Regions from separate parts of the Hordeum vulgare genome. Here region 1 is linked to region 2. A link is a contact called in public Hi-C data. All regions are on one chromosome and are shown on one strand. Each heading gives the region's core, a stretch centred on a gene start, on an enhancer-like site or on the middle of the called end of the contact. The rest is flanking DNA. Distances are from core to core; before and after follow the strand shown.

Region 1 (2,700 bases), core at 142-2,641, 680 kb after region 2:
TGACTTGTATACATGGTTCTCATTATTTTTGAAAGATCCAACAAATCACTGTCATTTCATTCATTAGCAGGAAGCAATTGGAAAAAACATAAGGTGGGATGGGGGTCCTAGGACCAGCTCTTTCATTACATCAGAAAAGGCTTGGCCTTTGCTAGCGAGGATAAAAATCCTATGCTAACTCCTCACGACGGATCCTAATAGGGTCTCTTGAGGCACGTTGCTCCCGCCTGACACCAAAGATCAATAGAGTTTTTCAATGGCCTTTGTGATGTCTTCTATTGACGACAACTTTTCTCTGAACACACATTTGTTTTGCTCCTTCCATATCTCCCAGCATGTCAACAACATTGTGGCCTTGCTTGCCACTCTTTGCGAGGGCTTGGTCTCTCGTGTACTATCTTCTGCATGATCTCGAGAGAGCTTCCATTTGTCCCCTGACTGCTTGGTGAGAGCTGTTGGCATCCTTCCCGTCTGCCCACCCTTGTCCAATCTTCTCGGGTGATTGGGCAGTCTCATAATAGATGGTGTGCCGTCTTCATGTTGCAAACACAAAGTGGACAGAAGTAGCTGTTTGGCCAGTCACGCCTTTGCAAACGATCATTTGTCCATAGACGGTTTTGCATTAGTAGCCACGTGAAAATCTTGATGTTCCCAGGCACCTTGGACTTCCAAATGAGTTGCTCCCAGTCAGTTTGCACTCTGCCCTCGATTTGCAATGTGTACGCTGAGCTCGCTGTGTACTTTTCTTTCACCTCTAAGTTCTGGCAGATTTGGTCTCTGCTACCATTCCGAGCTCCGTGACGGTATCGGTGACCAGTCGATGTAGTCGGATGAACTTCGGAAGTAAGTGAAACACGTCCCCATGTCTCAAATCCTTGATCCAATTTTCATCACGAAGTGCATCTTGAACAGTCTTATTCTTTCAACGAAAATGTTTGTAGAGCAAAGGATGGACGACGACAAGAGTGGGGTGCCCGATCCAAAAGGAGTGCCAAAAGAGAGCCGTGGCGTCGTCACCCAACGTAACGGTTGTCACTGCCTCAAAGAAAGCCTTGTCTACGTTGTGGCATGGTGGGTTCGCCGTCCACCCAGCGTATTTCTGGGTCATCCCATGCAATCCGTAGTCAACGAAAAAACCGTACATGGTTCTCAATTTTCTTTTCCTTTTTTTTACCCCTCCTTAAGTTTATCTTTTGAGTTTTACTTGTAAATTACTCCGCACAACTGAGTGCTTTTGGTTAAGAGCGAAAAACTCCATGACACTCAGATGGCAAGGGACGATCCCTTTGAGTGGTTCTCCGAAGTGCCACCTTATCAGTCTTGCTTTTGTTTTTCCCATTTTATTCTGATAATTGGAATCGGCTGCTTAACTACGACCGTCCGATCCTTATCACTCCTGCACGCGCGCCCTCCGCTCCTTCCCACTCGCACCGCCGCCGTATCGCCCCGCGCCGCGTCGCCGTCGTCGTTCGCCGGCTATCCAACTCTCTCCTTCGCCCACGCTGCCGCCTCTCCACCTCTAGACCCCCTCCTTCGAGGCCTGCTCGCGTGGCTCCCCCGCCCACCGACGCACGGCCACCGTCAGTGTTCGCGTCGGCCTCGTCACGGCCAGCCATTTCGTCTGCTCCGTGCCCTTGTGGCTATCCGCCAACTTGCAGTATTGCGGCGGAAAACCCTCCGGAATTTCATCGTATTCGTTTATTCGTAAGCTTTGTTTCACTTCTCGCTAATTTTGTGTGTGCTGTCTTCTGTGTCCCAGAGAATTAAAATCCATTTTTGTACTTTCATTAGGGGACTACATACGGAGGAAAAATTAATGAATCTATATTTTAAAGTATGTCTATATACATCCGTATGTAGTCCCCTATGAAAATCTCTAAAAAGCTCCCTCCGTTCCTAAATATAAGTCTTTGTAGAGATTTCACTAGTGGACTACATACGGATGTATATAGACATATTTTAGAGTATAAGTTTAATCATTTTGCTCCGTATGTAGACCCTTAGTGAAATCGCTTAAAAAACTTATATTTAGGAACGGAGGGAGTATTTAGTAACAGAGGAAGTAGGTTCCAACCAGTCCGTATAGGCATGCCCATTGTTAGGTTTCAGCTTAAATTTTGTTACACCGTCACATTTTTCTCAAAGTTAGCTGGTAAAATTCTACTGGAATTTAGATATATTGAGCCAACATGCAAGTAACGTAGCCGTTTTTCTCGTCTGATTATCTAGCTCGCTATTTTTGGTTATTGTTTCCAAAAACTTATGCGTACTCAAATTAATCTTGCTTCCTCAGCTTAATGAGTGCGAAGCAGTGTTTTTAAGAGCATTGTCATGGCGTCTCCTGCTTCTGTTACCAACCTGGGGAGCAACGGAAGGCCTGGCCCACTGCCGGCAGCGGCAGTGAGGAGAGGGCACTTGGTTTCAAGGATCAGTTTCACGGGTTTTGACGGTGTCCGGAGGTGGCCATGTGCACCTGGAAGACTATGTAGATGTATGGTCATAACTAACTTGATCGATGAAAAGGGAGCTCAGTTCTCATCAAGAGGAAGCGTGAACGTTAAAGCTGATGATGACAGCGATCTTCTTTCGAAGCCCCCGCAGAGGCCAGTCCGGCTGAATGGGCCACCAACAAGCATGGATATAGCAACAACATCAGCACCTGCCAGGAAGCCAGCAGGCGTAACATTGCAAGACCGAGAG
Region 2 (2,766 bases), core at 65-2,564:
GTGGCCCATGTCTGAATCGTCGAGCAGCTAGTAAAAACTTCCCTTTATCTGTTAGGGCTATCAAAACGGTACAAGTACAATTAGAAGAACATAAGAATCTGCACTCTGATATGTGATATATCTATCTAAGCATACTGGAAAGATGAGTATACATGGAGGCAACAACATTAGATTATATTCCAGTTTTCATTAGCACAGTCTATAAAGTGTTTCACTAGGCTGACAATCAAGCGAATCAAAATATGGAGGAGGAAAATTGGATTGTTTGCTGGGTTCAACCACGTTTTGAACTTCATCAAACATAGGAATATCTTAGCCTTGAATACCCAGAGGCATCCATCAAAGACACATGTAATTTAACAGTACCGTGAGCTGTAACAATGACTACTTCCTAATCCTCTTATGTGACTAATATTTATAAGAGCTAACATGGAAAAGGTCAAATAAATCGATGATATGGTTTTCTCTATTTTGATTAATCTCCTAAGCTGTTATGTCCATACCTAGTTGGTCATGCCATTATGTGCCCTTAATACATAACACCAGCGGAAGCTGCCATGACTAAGAATAACACAGTCTAAGCATCCTTTCTTTTCAATCCCTACTCTGTATTCTAATTCCTGCATGCAGTTGATTGCTTGGTTCTTGCGGTTCCTCTTATCTCTGCCTAGCGCGCAGCACGGGGCCGCTGCATGCCGCGGTTGATTGGCTGTTGTTTCGCTGCAGTTGCCAAAGCAATGCTAATTACTACGGTCAAAGCAGGGCAGGCTGGGAAACTTGCGGAGGCAAAGCAAAGCGCGCAGACTAATAAGGAAAAAATTGGAAAAAAATTATGCGCAGACTAAAACGGATCGGAGGGAGTACCCGCGGAGGTGGAGAGGAGGGGGTAGGCAACACATCCCCTACTCCTGCTGCGGGCAGGGACGACGCGTCGGCGCGACGTGGCGCCGGCGTGTCGGCAGCCAGGCCCAACAGCGCCGTCACCAGCACAGCGCTCGGCGCCTTGCCAGCGCGGGTGGTTTTCTCCGACCACATGCCCAACGCGGTCGAGGACCTGGGAAACAAGGTGAAGGACTTGGAGGCAGCGCTTCCTAGAGGTGGAGACGGATCTAGCGGGGAGAAGCTCCGTGGCAGGTGGTGAAGGGAGGTGGTGGCGGCGCTCTGTAAGGGGAGGAGGCGACGAGTGGCTGGGTAGGGTTCGCGATCTGCTAGTTTTCTTTTTTTCTTTTCTCCAAATGGATGAATGGATGGATGGACGTGGGATTGCTAGCAATGGACGGTAGGATTTGTGCCATGTCATCGAACCGTGGCATAAATATTCCACCAATCAGCCAGCTTATGTAATTGTGTTTTTTCTTTTGTTTCTTTTATATTTTTTATTCTCTTATTTCGGGTAAACACTCAATATATTAGCCTCATGTGGTATGTTTAAATGACCCAGTATTTATGGACCCATATTGGATTTAGGAAATATGGATCCATATTAGTCCGTATAGATATTGGATTTAGGAAATATGGACCCATATTGTTGTCTTTAGTTGTATTTTTTGATTGCCTAAAAAAAGTTGTACAATATTTATTATTTCCCTCAAAAGAAAGTTATATTTTTTGGTTGAAATTCACCCACGTATTTTTTATTGTCATGTTTAAGTTTTTATTGTCTCAAACACCAAGTTAAGATACCCTATACCACCTTTTAAAAATATTTATCTAAATAGGGTCTACACATTATGAGATTAGCATGGGCTCATATATTTCAATTTGGTAATTATATTGTATTTTCTAAAATATTTAGGATATTAAAATGAATAATTATAATTCATTTGTATTTATCTTATATAATTTACTTCATCCATATATGTATAAAACAAATTTTTGCTCTCAATACATGACACATAGGTAAAATTGATGAGGTGTCATCCAGTCACCTCCGCACATATGTTTATGGTCTTATATTTGATCATGGTAGCATTGAAATATGATCGTAAATAATTCTACACATCTTAATGACTATTTTGTGCAATAGGATCATGACCTAATGGACGCAAAAGGTCATAACGTTGTGGGCTTTGGACCCTCTTAGACTTGCCATGACTAATTTCAGAATTTTGGTCATGGATCAATGACCAATTAAACCCCCGTCATTATTTTTGTCATAATTGAGCGTTTTTCTTGTAGTGATTCCTGCTATGTTTTCCTTCAGTATTTTAGGGACACTTTTCTTAATCTATGACTTCCTTCCTAAATCTACGATCCTAGAATTCAGGCGTACTCCTTTGCCTTGATTTCCTTCTTTCTAAATTGAGAGGCTTTGCTCGTACGGTTGGGAAACATATTAGATATTGCATGCGATTAATTATGGGTTGTGAACTTGTTATAGAAAAAAAATCACTCCTGAGTTACTTTCTTTTTTCTAGAATCTTATTTACTTCCTTAATCCACGAGACTACTACAGTAGTATGAACAGATCCTGAAATGCGAGAATGGGTCTCTCCTCGAGAGTATTGCAGGAGTATGAACAGATTCTGAAACAATAGAATGGATCTCTCCCCCGGGCGACGATTGATATTCATCTCTTGTGCATCCATGGCGCCGCCTCGACGATTGATATTCATCTCTTGTGCGTCCATGGCGCTGCCTCGACGATTGATATTCATCTCTTGTGTGTGCATGGCGGTGCCTCGAGTGAGAGTAGGCCTGAGTCGTAGGAGGAACGTATTGCTAGAGATAACAAATCGCTACCTCACATGCTGATTATATTGACTC

What was found. Hi-C and Micro-C count contacts between places; a contact is called where the count stands out from the background.
Region 1: a Hi-C map of leaf shows a contact between it and region 2, with 9 times the contacts expected there. The contact joins the promoter of LOC123412696 here to the promoter of LOC123408706 in region 2. A contact is called at or near these places in 3 of 6 Hi-C or Micro-C datasets (leaf and seedling).

Annotation. Positions count from the first base shown.
Region 1 is chr7H:265,296,236-265,298,935 of MorexV3_pseudomolecules_assembly, forward strand. LOC123412696 (translation initiation factor IF-2, chloroplastic) reads left to right here and starts at 1,392. Exons shown (of 13, transcript XM_045105636.1): 1 at 1,392-1,704; 2 at 2,294-2,700. The coding sequence starts at 2,332.
Region 2 is chr7H:264,613,920-264,616,685 of MorexV3_pseudomolecules_assembly, forward strand. LOC123408706 reads right to left here and starts at 1,315. Exons shown (of 3, transcript XM_045101759.1): 1 at 865-1,315; 2 at 1-57. The coding sequence starts at 1,300.